Regions from separate parts of the Rattus norvegicus genome. Here region 2 is linked to region 1. A link is a contact called in public Hi-C data. All regions are on one chromosome and are shown on one strand. Each heading gives the region's core, a stretch centred on a gene start, on an enhancer-like site or on the middle of the called end of the contact. The rest is flanking DNA. Distances are from core to core; before and after follow the strand shown.

The links. A called contact is a pair of places that touch in the nucleus more often than the background predicts.
Region 2: a Hi-C map of frontal cortex shows a contact between it and region 1, with 2.1 times the contacts expected there. The contact joins the enhancer-like site here to the promoter of Sdk2 in region 1. A contact is called at or near these places in 2 of 12 Hi-C or Micro-C datasets (Schwann cells and frontal cortex).

What each region holds. Positions count from the first base shown.
Region 1 is chr10:99,598,698-99,605,993 of GRCr8, forward strand. It overlaps Sdk2 (sidekick cell adhesion molecule 2), which reads right to left and starts at 2,986. Exons shown (of 44, transcript NM_001413325.1): 1 at 1,771-2,986. The coding sequence starts at 1,843.
Region 2 is chr10:99,724,396-99,731,869 of GRCr8, forward strand. No RefSeq gene overlaps it. Among named protein-coding and RNA genes, the nearest start is that of Sdk2, 130 kb to the left of the region's middle. Within about 2 kb of position 2,941, at least 10 of the 93 cell types and tissues checked have an H3K27ac peak or open chromatin away from gene starts, as enhancers often do.

The DNA.
Region 1 (7,296 bases), core at 1,736-4,235:
GAGGTGCCTGAGATGTGACCACACTGAGAGGTGCTCTGGGGACTCCACAAGGGCCTGGTCCTAGATGGGAGACCAATTAGTGAGCTACCTGCCCCTCCAACAAGTCACACAGTCATGGTGGAGTCAGTCTGCAGGAAGGTGGAGCTAGAGGGTTCCACACAGGTTGCTACCCCTCAGAGACCCCTCCCTCCATGGCCATCTCAGAAAAGTTGACCTGCTACCCAGAGTGGAGGACACCCCATTCCAACTCTGTCAAGGCCATTGTCCTGGGTCCCCACGGCCTCACCACGGTCTCACCCTAGACGAGAGGCTACGGAAGTACCCGCTAGAGAAAGAAGCTCAGAACTGACCAGGTCTCCATCTGAACACCTATCCTGTGTACCGGAGTGCTCTTGGGAAGGTAAGTTTGTTGCACAGGGCCTCAGTTTCCCCATCAGTTAAATGGCTACAAGAATTCGATGACCTCTGAGGTCCCTGCCTACTGGAAGATTTTACGACCACTATAAAAATAATAACTTTTATTGCCTTACATTTATGGCGCTCATTAGAAAATTTCGAAGTGCTTTTACCTAAATTGCCTTGTAAAAAGTCCTCTCCTCAGCCCCGTGAGCGACAACGGATCATTTTCATCTCTGATCTTGGCTCTGACGCTTGCCTGGCTTGGGACACGGTGGCGACCCTTCTTTTCTGAGGTCCCGGGACCCCAGAAGAGGAGAAAGGCTCTGTAGGGAGATTGCAGCGCCATCCCAGTCCCCCCACGGCCCCACTCCCGGCTCCTGGCTTCCTGTGAGTCTGGAAAATCAAAGGGATCTAAAGCTAAACCGGTGAGTCTGGGGATTCAATCTAGACTACTTCTCCCTTTGCCCCCAGCAGGCGCCGCTCGGCCACCACGGCCACTACCATCTGGATCTTCGAACCCCAAACCCAAGAAAGCTCGGTGCAGCCTAGCCTACCACGACCCTCCAGGGGACCCCAGAGATGTGCAGGCGTCCGCCTCAGGAGGCGGGGAAGGACAACCCCATCACACCTCCTTTCAACACACCCTCTGCACACCCACTAGCCCTTCATCGCCAGGCTGTCTGCTCGGGGTAGCTACAGATCAAAGCGGCAGGGGCCAGACACCCAACTAGCAGTGGAAGCTGAAGGCTGGGGCTGCCCGCTGGGTGTGTCGGTGGTGGGGGTGGGGGTGATCTGCCGCTGTCCTCGCCACTGGGCTCCAGGACCACGCCGCCAAACCGCCCCAGCTCCCGCGGCTGGCTAGGCAGCCAGGCGCGGGCTCCCATATGTGGTCAAGTAGAGTAGCTGCTCTTGAAGGAAAAATCAAGCGAGCCCCGACTACGGCTTCTTCCCAGCTTCTGCCTGCCCCATCTTCTCACCCCGGGACTACCCAGTGCCTGCCTGGTATGGTTTTGCCCTTCCTGTCGGACGTCGAGCAGGATGAGGAGCTTAGGGAGTTCAGTGGAGCCAAGACATGAAATGACGCGCCCCTCCTACCCCAGTCAGAGGGTATCTATAGAGGTCCACCTACCGCACCTCCGCTTTTCTCCACCTCCCCCTGGCCACCTCACCTTTCCGGTCCAGAGAGGCCAGAAGTACCGGGGACACTGCCCCACCCCAAAGAGAGCCCCAAAAGTCGAAGAAGCGGGAGCATTGAGACGTACACGAAATGGTCCAGCTTGGGCCAAACGCGGTGTCTTAAGGGGACACCTCTCTTCCGCCCACCCGAACCCCTTCTCCAGTTCCACGTGGAGAAAGTCGCCCATACCATACCTTGGGCCCCGGCTGAGTGGATCCGATGCAGGGCCAGTAGAGTCCAGATCGGCAGCCTCCACATGCTGGGCATCCTGACGGAGGGGTCCTCTGCTGTGCCCTCCTCTTTGCGAGTTGCTTTATAATCCTGTGGGGTCCCGGGAGACTGCGTGGCCAAGTCCTGGACGCTATGACCGTAGGGACCGCACCAGCGACCCCAAATGCTTTCTCCTCTTTCTGTGCTGGCTATTCCGTAAGTCGAGGGGAGAGGAGAAAGAGGCCAAGCCTCCTCTCAAACTCGGGGTGCCTGTATTTCTTAGCACCCCGACTCAGACTACTTCTCGAAGGCAGGGCGACCCCTGCGATCCGGCCTGGTCGCTAGATGAGCTCCGGAATGAGAGGACAACTTCAGGAAACTTCCTTCTGATGGCCACGTTGCCCGCCTCCCGCCCCTCCCCGCCCCCTGGTTGGGTTCTCCCGGGCCGACGTAGTCACCACGGTTCCAGACGCCCGGCCCCTGGGACTGGATGCTAGCAGAACACAGTGGCAGGCGCGGGCGCCGGGTGTCTTTGAGATGGGGCGCAGGGCTCCGGGGGCGCGGTTAGCATAACGGTCCGAATCTCCCCGGAGCCGGAGCCGAAGTTTTCTTCTCTTCTAACTTTGCAGAAGGCATCTGGCAGGGCCAAGCCACCCTTCAGAGCTCCACGGTCCTCGCACCCAATTCAGTGATTTCGGGGGATACGTCCCCTGGGGCTTCAGTGCGGGGCTCGCCCTAAGCTCTGAGCACCTCCGACTACCAAACTTTGCGGGTCCCACGGCCCGGCGCGCAGCCCCGTGCACCCATGTCTGCGCCAGCTGCGGGCAGGGATAGATGCCCGGTTCGGGTACCGGGCTGGGCGACCCGGGTTCCAGCCAGTGCTCGGGCGCGGAGCCTCTTGCGGGCGATCGGGAGGAGAAGACCGGCGGGTCCTGCTCTCCGCCGCACCCGGGATGGAGGTCGGCGCGAGCTGCACCGGGAGAGCCCGGCCGGCAGTCCTGGGATCCGGGGTTTCGGCGCCGCCTCGGCCGCCCGGCGTTTTCGCCCAGCGCGGGGACCCCAGTCTCTGCGGCCGCTCCCGCGCCTCCTCCGCGCCTGCCGCTCGCCCACCTCGGCAGCCGCTGCCTCGCGGAGCCTAGAGCCCTGGGCTGCCGGGGCTCAGCGTCCTAAGAGCCGCTCTGCTGCCGAGCCTCAGAGTCTGCCTGCGTCGAGCCGGAGCTGCGGGGGCAGCGGGAGCCGGGGACGAGCGCGGCGGAGGCGGAGACGCGGAGAGGGGGGCCGAGCGCTACCCCGTGGCCGCGACTGGAGCGCAGCCTGCGCGCAGGGAGGGGGCGGCGGCGGCCCTGAGCCAGGCCCGGGAGCGAGCCTCGCAGAAACCCAATCCGTGTGCGCGGCCGCGGGCGCCTGGCTTCTCCGGGACCCACCGGAGGGCAGTAGTGCGGGCCGCGAGCGAGTCGCTCTCTCTGGCCTTGTCTTCTAGCTTCAGCCTTCCCTCCCTCCGTTCCTCCCTCCCTCCCTCAAAGGCCTCATCCAAGTCTCCCATAGGCAGGAGACCCCAGCACCCCTCTGGACATGACGGGGCAGGACAGTTTGGGAAGGGTGTGTGTGTGTGTGTGTGTGTGTGTGTGTGTGTGTGTGTGTGTGTGTGTGTGTGTGTGCATGTGTCGGTCAGCCGGTTGGTTCCAGTTTTTCCTTCCTAGGTCAGACTCTTTAAAAGTCTGGAAACGCTCAGGGCGGAGAGCAAGATAAAGGGAAAGTCTGGGACTTGCAGAAAGCTGAAAAAGTGAAGCTGGTGCCAAACTCGTGCGTTCTTTGTTTCTTCTTCTTCTGAGCTCCCCTTTAAAGGCACATTGGCAGCGGAGACACAATGGAGAGAGCCAGAGGGGTCCTCCCTCGTGGCCCACGAATGGGAGCAGAATGCACCTTCCGGTGTGGGAAGGCCAGGAGCTGTAAGACCCCTTTAACAGTTGCATACACGGGCAACAGGCGTCTCTACCTCCGTGGGCTCTTTCCTCTATTAAAAATATTAAAAGTAATATTTTGCGGCTGTGTTGGCATGAAAACAAATATATTGCTACATATTAAAACATTTTCTTTCATTTAAAAGTTCATTTAATTTTTCCCCTGATTTTAAAAGAAATTAAAACATTTCCGTGGGTTTCCTAAAAGACTGTGTAGTCCCTGGCACTGAGCCTGCTGGGAGAAGTCAGCCTTGCAAGCTCGGTATTTTGGCTGGAAAAGGAAGGAATGAGGACCTTCGCCTTTGCCAACCTTTCTCTTCATGCCCCCTGAGCCCAGGTCTTTAGAGACACACCCCTGTTGTCATCCTGTTCTGGTCTTTACCCTTCAAGCATCTTAGTGACTTTGAGGGCTCTGCCTCATCCTCTCCAGTCCGGGCCACCTTTTCTCCTCGCTGTGGAGTGAATAGAGGCACTGAACACATCTCATCGCTCTTCCGGTCTCGGTCTCTCCTCACCTGCCTTGGAAGAAAGAACTGTGAGCATTTAGTGGAAATAGATGAAAAGCCAGCCTGCCTATCTTCGGGTTTATATTCGTCCACTTCAAACGCTGCTTTTGCCTTTTCCCCTGACAGCCTGTGCCCTGTCCAGGCCCAGTGCTTGCTGTGCGGCTGAGTTTTTCACCCAAAAGTGAGTGGCTTTAGGGGCAGGCAGCCTAGCTCTCTTCCCCCTCGGTGGCCACGCCCCTCCCGTCGCCGAGAAGCCAAGATTCTGCCTCCCTAGCTCCAACCCCCAGACTCGGCAATACACGCTTGAGAGCTCAGGCCCTGCCCAGCCCATCAGGAACAGCTGTTCTTCAGGGTGTTGTTGCACGGATTGCTCACAGAGGGGGCCTGAGAGTCAGTTTTGCAGCAACTGCTTCTTAGCCAGCAATCCGAGCGGAGAGACTGTCTGTGCCCTTGGGCTGGAGTTCATGTGGGTACTAATGTCTGAAATCTTGCTGGATTTCTCCATTTGGGTCCAGTGCTCAGGCTTGTAACTGTAAGAGTCTGAGTTAGCTCCTCTCAGGCCCCAGAGAGCATTCGTGCCCTTCCTAAGAGTAGACCTTTTGGCACAGCCAGGTGCGTCCGTTTTACCGATCTAGACGCTTTATCTCCACGGTAGGACGAGGAAAGGGAGGGTGCTCTCTTGTCTTTGTAGGCAGTCTTTCATGCCCGCGTGGTTAAGGGGAGGACCTATTCCCGAACCTCTCAGCCAGTCTACTTCCACACTTCTGGAAAAGAGAGAGGATTTGGGGAGCGCCTCAGCCTATGCAATTCCAGAAAGGTAGATTTCTTCTAATCCCCCTGAGAGGAACTTATTTCTGGAAAAGTCACCTGCAGACACCTTTCCCTCATTGTTGGTGCCCCTAGAATAGTTAGGTTTCCAGAGGACTAGGAAGATAGCTTAGTGGGTAAAACATTGGAGCCCCTGAGTTTCATACCCTCCCCGAGAACCTGCCTCACAGAAGGCCAGATAGTGGGGCTTATGTGAAACCCCTGTGCTAGGGGGGATGAAGACCGGTGGATTCCTGACCAGACAGTCTAACCGACTTGCTCGACGAGAGCGTATCTTAAAAAGCAAGGTCGACAGCACCTGAGGATGGACAGCTTAACCTGCCCTGTGTCCTCCATACAAATGTACACATATGTGCACCTTCACATTAGAACACATATATGCACGCATGTGAACACACACACACACACACACACACACAGAAGGATACAGAAGGTGACGCTACTGTGGGTACCCCATCAGGAAGGTCTGTGTGTCTTTCTAGGCTCTGCACCCACCCCACTCCCATTGTCACCCCACCCCTTCAACTGGATGCACAGATAGAGGATACAGCTCTCCTGCAATGCTCTGGGGACAACTGAGTCTCCTCCTTTATGTAGGTCCCATCTCCCGCCACCATCAGGACTAGTCCTGGGGCAAGACTTCTCTCTGTGTGTTTGCCTCTGAACTTAGACGGAGGCCAACAGCAGCAGCAGAATTCATTCCTGGCTGCTCCAGAATGCCTACGGGATCCCTTTAGTTAAAGTGGTTAAAATGTCACCTCTCCTAGGAGAACATTGTGGAACACAAGGACCGCCTCTACACCATACTTGTTAGTGAGAGGGTGTTATTGGCCAGGGAGATGTCATAGCAGAGGGGACACATTGCTATTGTATCCAGGAGGAAGACGATGGCTGGAGCAGGTAGGGAGGCTGTTTGCTCTCACAGAAGAGCATCCCCTCTTTCCCAGCCTTGGACAGGAAGCCCAGCCTCTGTTCCCTTTCACATAAACAGAGCTCAGGATAGGTCAGGCAGAGTCGGCTTTTTGATGTGGTTACTGTGTAAAAAAAAAAAAAGAAAAGAAAAAAATTTTTTTCTGTTTCCATCTCTGGTGTAACAGGAGCTAGAACAGAGTGTTCAATTACAGGATCAGACTGTGTGTTCCACAAGCACTGGGTGGCATCAGGGACCAGTGGGGACACCCTGGAGGCACAGACAGACGCTCCCAGCATACATAAGTCACCCGAGTCCTTCGCTGTCGGTGGCTCCTGCTCAAGCTACAGGGTCCCACCCACGTCTGTGAAGCCCACTCCCACGGCTGTCTGGCTGTAGTTGAGGAGGCAGAAACGGTGAGCCAAAAAACAGAACATCACATCATTCAGAAGAGAAATGAGGGAGCAGAGAGGAGCCAAGGCTGTGGTGATCCTCAAGCTATGGATATTTAGAGCAAAATCCCAGACACTGTGTGTGTGTGTGTGTGTGTGTGTGTGTGTGTGCGTGTATGTGTGTGTGTGTGTATATATATATATATATATATATATATATATATATATATATATATATATATATATATATATATATATATATATATATATATTCTTCTCAGTGCCATGGTTTCAGCATCTCCTTCCTGGATTATAGTTCTCTCTCCATCACAGCAACTCAGGGTGCTATAGATGGGGCCTAAGCAGACTCCCCTCCCCTCCAGGGACCTTCAGAAAGCATCTTAAACAAAGGAGCTGAGAAAACAAGTCGCCTTGAAATACAGGTATATTAGTGAAGTTTCTCATCACGGTGACAAAACACCTGCCAGAAGCAACTTAGGGAAGGAGAGACTTATTTTAGCTCATCGTGTCGGTGAGGACAATCCATCATGGCTGAGATGAGACTGGCTGAGAGGACTTCCTAGGTTGCCCTGGGAGCTTGTGTGGTGTGTCTTGTTCACATCTTGGGTAGATCAGGAAGGAGGGAAGTAGAGAGGGAAAGAAGCGTGGACCTAGAGCTCCTGGGATATCACCTTCAAGCCCACCCCATCTTCTTCCCCTCCACTACCTAACCCTAGACACACACACACACACACACACACACACACACACACACACACACACACACACACACCATTTCGCAACCTCTCAGAACAGCGCCACCAGGTGGAGACTCAAGAGCATTGCATGGCAGGAGGTAGACCGTTAAGACAAAGCTTCTAGCGGTTATTATTAATAGTAGTCTCTTCCATGT
Region 2 (7,474 bases), core at 1,691-4,190, 130 kb after region 1:
AAGAGGGTGTGTGGGCTTCTGGCAGTCAGAGGAGTTGTCTTGGGGCAACCTGGAAGGTGAGAGTCAGGGGAGAAAGAGGAGAAATGAAGGCAAACCCAGGTGGGCCCTGGGTGTCCCAAATGGCAAAGATCTTGTGCTACCTTCCAGAAAAGGGTGTCTCCCTTCAGGACAAGGCTCACTGCAAGCCTGGGGCCAGCCGGTCAGAATGGGTACTGAAGATCACAATTAGAAAGGAGAAGAGATGGTAGTAGGCTCAGGTGGAAGAGGAGACAGACCTCTTACAGGGCTGTCCCACTTTTTGACTTTTCTGGGTCACATTATCATCAACAAAATTTACACTCAAGGACCATGCAGGTGGGCTAGCCAGACGACGGCTTCGAGGGTAAAAGTGTTTACTATGTAGGCCCAATGATAGTCCCTAGAACCCACTTAACAGGCTGGATGCAGTGGTAGGCAGCTATGAGCCCAGCATCCTGTGGTGAGACACAGGGTGAGGCAGGAGGCTCGCCCAGGAGCTCTGGGTCAGCTGGAGAGCAGAGCATCAGCAAAGGTCCTGTCTCCAAAAGCAAGATGGATGGAAGGAACTAGCTAAAGCACTATCTGAAGTGGAAACTTCTGGCTTCCTTGGAGAGTCAGCTATGTCAAATCATGTCGCTGGAGCACACAGGTGAAAGGATGTTTTGCTAGGGCACACATGGGAAAAAGAGTGTTTTCCTGAAGCAGACACAGATGAAAGGATGTTTGGATACTGCAAACATATGAAAGGTCGCTTGATGGAGGAGTATAAATATGACCCTACAGACAGTGGGAGCTCAAGTACTGGTTCCCTTTGCTCTGCCTCGTTATTCTTCGCTGAGGACACGCATGTACTGGTTCACCTTACGATGCATTGCTGAGCTTTGCTTGTGGTGACTCCGTGGAGAGAAACTCAACTGTTAAGAACTTCTCGTGAAGTTCCTGCGGCTGCTTACGGCTTCAGCGGTGGACCCTGTGGTTTCTTCTCGATAGAACTGCTGTTGCTGATTTGTGAGTGGGGATTGATTGCTGAGTGGACTGGACCGAGGCTGCTGGTTTGTGTTGGTGTTTTGCTAGAGGGCTGGGCTGCTGATACCCCAACAAGGAAGATTGGAATCGCCCCCAAAGAACTACTTCTAAGCAGCTCTGCTACTCCTGTATCCTAATAACCTTTCTCCCACTACCTCTGGTGGGTGGTGAGCTAGAGGTGAGGTTGAACCTTATTAAAGAGAAAAATGTGTGCCTACAGTCTTCTGGTTTCCACACGTATTCAGTGGCACACACACACACACAATCTGTACTGACATACTCACCTACAGATACACAATAATTTAAAAAAATCAGATAATTAAAAGAATTGCAAAATAAATAATCAACCTGACGCTGTGACAACCAAGTTTATCATTTTGTGTGTTGGGCTGCCTTCATAACTATCCGGGGTGCACGTGGCCCCTAGACAGCTGGTTGGACACCCCCAAAAGCTTTTTTACAAAGAGCATTCTTGGAAGTCCAAACACTGACACCCAAACTCATTTCCCCAAGTCCTGCTCCTGGAAGCCTGTGCCAGCCAGCCCACAATGCAGGGCAGCTCCTCATCCCTGCACCGTCTGAATTCATTACCTTCGTGACCCTGGCAGGAAGGAGTGACAATTATTATCAATTTGGAGACAGGAAAATGGAAACACTCAGAGTTCAATACCTGGCAGGAGATCACATCGCAAGAACTCCATGTCCCTAAAGCTCTTATTCACATCCACAACAGCCTCAAAGCCAAATACAGTTCCTGCTGGGAGCCACCTGGGCTAGCGGAGGGCTGGACCATTCCCAGAGGCTCTTACCCATGGCACTGAGGACTCTCGAGCTGATACAGCAGCTGTGTCCCCCAAGTCAGCTTCCATGCTGGCAAACCGTGGTTCAGGGGTCAGCACCGCCCCACCCCCATACTCCGTTTCTTGGAACACAGCTGTCTGTGTCCTCCTGTGGACAAGCTGTTCGTGCTTGCACTCTTCGTGGTGCCCAGCTGAGTAGCTACAGCAGGCACCAGGCAGCCAGCAGGGCCAGGATTTTACCATCAGTTTTCACAGTGTTGTCTAAGCCTGGTCTTCTTAATAAAGTACTGTAGGCTTGGGTTTCAGGTTTAGCAACTGACATTCAAAGCTCAATATTCTGAAAGGCTGAAGCGTGATATCGAAGTGTTGGTATTGGGTGGGGGAGGAGGGAGGGAGAGAGGAAAGTTCAGTTCTTCCCTCTTATGTGTTTATTGTGAGTGTTTGTTCTGTGCCTCTGTGGATGTGTGTGCATCTGCCCCTGTGTGTGCAGCATGGGTGCCAGCAGCACACATGCGGAAGTCGGAGGATGACTTGAGGGAGTCAGTTCTCTCCTTCCACCAGACAGAAGCTGGAGATGGGATACGGGTTACCAGGCTTGGTCGTAAGCATCTTTACCTTCTGAGGCATCTAACGCAGCCTGAAGCCTGCCTTTTCTTAATAAAGACACTTATGAGGGGCCCACCATTAAACCGAAACCACCTTCTAATGCTCCACCCCTCACCATCACACAGAGCATTGGGAATTGGACAGGCATGCGCTTAAAGGGAAAACTATTTGATCATAACTCGTGCCGTCTCCTGCCTTTAACAAAAACAGGAGTTTACCGGCTTCTAGCAGGGCTTGGCCAAGCTTTTGGTTAGGAAGACGTGCATATGCATGCATACTGTGTGTGTGTGTGTGTGTGTGTGTGTGTGTGTGTGTGTGTGTGGGAACGCTCTGAAGGCCCCTGGCACACAGCTCCTTCTCTCTCTGTCCTCCTGGAGAAGCAGCCATGGGCGTGGTGTGAGCAAAGCTCTCCTCTCTGAGGAAACTGGATTCCAAGCTTTTAGGACCATCTCTGCCGCTGCTTCTGCTGATGCTGCCACTGAAATTTAAGTAATTTTCCCCTAATTAAGCAATTATCTCTAAAATAGCTGCTCTCCCAGCTCCGGGAACTTCTCATGGAGGTTGGGGAGCAACAAGATTGGGGGTGTAGCATTTGGGAAGCCCCAGATATAGATTCACCCTGGCTGTGTGTTAGTTCCCCCAGGGAGCTAGGGCCACAGTGGCATCATGTGTGACAGCTGCAAAGGTGGGTGTGGAAACTGGCCCTGGAGCTACTCTGCTGTTCCTGCACGCGCTCGAACACACACACACACACACACACACACACACACACACACACACGGGTGGGAAGCAAGTGTGAGCTAGCAGGCAGCTGCTCAGGGGAGCTGAGTCCACAGGGGCCCTGAGAGCTGGATTCTAGGGAGAGGCTGAAGAAGCTTAAGTGTGGGGGATTCTAGGACAGAAAGGAAAGGCAGCTCCCTGTCCCAGAGGGGACAGCTACCTCCATAGTCTTAGGTCACAGCGGGAGGAGTGATACCATAATCCTTTTAAGTCAGCAGAGTTCCCACAGACCCCACAATCTCCTCTGAAAGACCAATCCTTGGACATGGATAGGACTGGCAGGTTGACAACAGGACGCCCAGCAATACTTGAGAGACAAAGCACAGCCTGGAGCTTTCTATACAGACCAGGTTGGCCTTGAACTCACAGAGATCTGCTTGCCTCTGCCTCAGGAGTGAAGGCCACTTTGGTTTTTGAGGAAGCTTCTCTCACTGAGACCCTGAGCTGACAAGCTAGGGTAGATTGTCTGTCCAGTGTGCCCCAGGAATTTTCCTGTCTCTCCCCGGAGCTGGGACTACAAACATGCCCCCATGCCTGGCCGTTGTTGTTGTTGTTGTTGTCATCGTTGTTGTTGCATGATTTCTGGGGCTTAAACTCAGGTTTTCATGATCTTGTGGAAAACACTTTACACACCGAGCCATCTCTCCAGCCCAGGTGCTTGCTTTTAAAAAAAAGATGGCGGTTGGCAGAGGTAGACTCTGCAGAAGGTAGATAGATTACAAAGGAATCAACAGGAACATCAAGCTGGGGCTTGTTCCTCAGATGGGTGCCTCCATCCCAACCACAGGGCGGCCACTTGATCTGACCAGGTCTTTCTGTGGGAAACAGGACAACAGAGATATCCTCCCATTTGTCTGATGGAAAACACAGTGTGCGAGAGATGAAAACACAGTGCGAGAGATCCCAAGCAAACAGGAACAGAAAGTGGAAACAGAAAATCTAGGTCCCCCTGGGGGAGCTAGACGCAAGCAAGATGGGAGTTTGTGCAAAGACGGCTGAACTCCAGTAGGAGGCTCACTTCCCAGGGTGCTTATAGACATCAGCATCCGCGTCCGGTGGAAGCCCCAGAGAAATGCTCTCTTGCGCTTTTTCCTGGGGTGGAAAGGGAAAAACAAATGCACCATCTCGGCCTCTACAGGCCGGGGCTTGGCGTGATTTTTTACCCAGTGGATACTCCTTTCAGTTGCAGCTCTGGGGGCCCTGCTAAGACAGCAGGAGGTGAGCAGGAAGAGGCCTAAATAGATAAAGGGCGTGGCCATGCAAATGTGGGGACCTGAGCTCAATCCCGAGATCCCTTGTAAAACAAAGACGTTGATGGTGGCAGGTGGATGTAACCCTGGTGCTAGGGAAGCAGGCAGATTCCCGGGGCATGATGTGAGCAACCTAGACAATTAACCAAGACGTTACAACAAGATAGGATGGCATCCTATGGAATTACAATGGAGGCTGACCTCTGACATCACGCATAAACATCTTCCCATGTGCACTCAAACACGCACGCACGCACCAGAAAGGATTCTGAGAACTCTGCTGAGGATATGCAGAAGATCTAGGGAGCTTCACACCTTAGAAGTCAGAAGCCCAAAATCCTCCCTTTTTCCTCACCTTCCCTGCACCTGGCTACAACCGCTGGGCTTCTGTGTAAGGCCAGACCCAGGGAGTCTGTAGCTTGCAGTAAATAAAAGCTGCGCAAAGTTACACTGTATTTATTTATTCTCCAGCAGTGCGGTGGGGCCTGCATAAAAAGAAAGGGCATCACATGCAGAGACCATAAAAAGAGAGTTTGGTTTTATGCAGTGGTAACTTGGGGAATTAATTCCCGGCTGGCAGAGGTGGAATGATGGTAACTGAGTGTTAAGCAGGTGCAGAGGGGACTCTGGGGAGGCAAGGGAGAGAGGGAGGAGAGGCTGCTGGGCTGAAAACTGAGCTGAATGGAACCAAGGTGAGACCTGGGCAACAGCAAAGCACGGTAGAGATGGGGCCTTGAAGAGCTACCAACTCAGTCCTGATCTAATTCAGACCACACTTATTGGCCACCCACTGTATGCAAGGCCTAGCTAGGTGCTGTGGGAACTTTAGCAATGGTTGAACTGGGGCTCCGGTTCACACTACTGGTTTTGAGTGAATGTCAGGGACACCACAGCTGTAACTGAGACCCTGGGTCTTCAGGAGAGAGCTGGCCGAAAAATAGACCTAAAGAGCCCAAATTCTGATCAGTGGTTAAGAGCAATGGCTGCTTTTCCAGAGGACCCAGGTTCAAATCCCAGCACCTACATGCTGGCTCACAACTGTAATGGCCAGTTCAAAGGGATCCGATGCCTTCTTCTGGCCTCTGCAGACACCAGACAAACATGCTGCTCTGACAAGCATGTGAACACCCAAACATATCACACACACACACACACACACACACTCTCACACAGTTCTGTTGGCACAATGCTTGTAACTCCAATATTGTTTAGGGTACAGACAGGTAGATCCTGAGGGCTCAGTGGCCAGCCAGTCTAGCTAAAAAGGTACGTTTCCAGTTCAGCAAAAGACCCTGTTCCTGGTAAGGAGGTAGAGAATTGTAAAAGAAGACACCCAAGTATTGCTCTGGCTTTTATACACACACGTGGTCACACACGTAAGTACACCTATGCACAGACACAACACAATGCACATATACAAAAAAGAGTCTGGGGAGGCTTCCTAGAGGAGGTGACTTACCTTGTGTTTGAAAACTGAGTGAGGGTCATGTGGATGGAGGCTTCAGGAATAGCACAGAATCCAGACAGCAATGCTGCTAGGTGTGGCCTTGACCTGGGGCTTGGCACCCTTGTGGTGCCTGGACAACCTAAAGGTTCTCTCCCGGGCCAAATTCAGGGCTCTGGACCCCATATGAAGAGGAACTCAAGCAATCATACCTGCTCAGCTGCACTGTCCCTCCATGACCCCAGAGCGGAACGGGTGGCTACTTTAGCAGAAGGCAGCAGCCCTCATTTTGAAGGCACTATGCTAACTGGGTCAGAACCCGGGCATGGGAAGATCAGTGAACGCACTTCAGAACTCAGCCAGGCACCAGAATAGAGACGCCCGAGAGAAATCTAACAGGATCCACGCACGCGGTCTTAAATCTCTGATAACCAGCTCATAAAAGTAAAAGGAAGCAGGTGAAACTATTGGTAGCAGCATACTTTAGTTGACTCAACACACGAGAAGCATTACCAACTTGACGCATAATGAATCCCAGGGAATTATTCATAAGCTCTCCTGCATTCTCTTTTCCATACAAAAGCACCAAAATCCGGTGTGTGTCTCTCTGACCCAGTTCCTGGGGCCCCAGGGTCACTACATGGGACACAGAAGCTGTGGCTCACATCTACCACCGAGTTCAAAGACACGGCCTCCTGTGAACGCTCTCAGCTGAGCACATTTGGAAATCAGGCGATGGCAGGTCCATGGGTGTCTTAAGATGTCATTGACGTTCGTCCTTGTAGTAAGACATTCGATCCCTCTGCCTCCATTTCTGTGTGTGTGGGGGCGGGGGTGGCAGGGGGGGGAGAGAGAGAGAGACAGAGGAGAGAGAGACAGAGACAGAGAGACAGACAGGGAGGGAGGGGAGGGGAGGGGAGGAGAGGAGAGAGGAGAGGAGGAGAGGAGGAGAGGGAGGGATGGCACCTTGACCTTTAAGGACTGAGCTAGCTCCCTAACCTCTCTGGTTTTGAGACTGCCTCTGTCTGCCCTAGGGCTCACTGGTTAGGTTGGCCTGGGTGGCCAATATCTACTTAACTCCGTCTCTCCAGCGTTGGGATTAAGAGAGTGTGCCACTGAGCTGGGTTCTTTGTGGGTTCTGGGCATTGAACTAAGGGCTTCCTGCTTGCACAGCAAGTCTTCATTGTCTGAGCCATCTCCAACCTGCCTCAGTTTCTTCACACAGAAAACAAGGACAATCCCAGGAGCTACCTTGGACTGTCTGAGGAGGAAGGCCACTTCCTTCTGGCCATAGGGTGAGGGTAGGCGGGGCTTGAGTACCTCAGAGCTGCTTCACCAGTACCCAGCCACGCCTCTCTCCCCTGGTTCTTCCAGCATCTGCTACTGTTCATACTCGGAATCCCAGCATTTGCTGGGCGGAAGCAGAAGGGTCATCCTTGGCTTCCTAGCAAGAAACGTGTCAAGGAGACTGAGATAGCTCGCTGGCTCCAGACATGAACACCACAGAGAGACCACAGTCACAGAACAGAAACTAGATAGACACTGGTGGA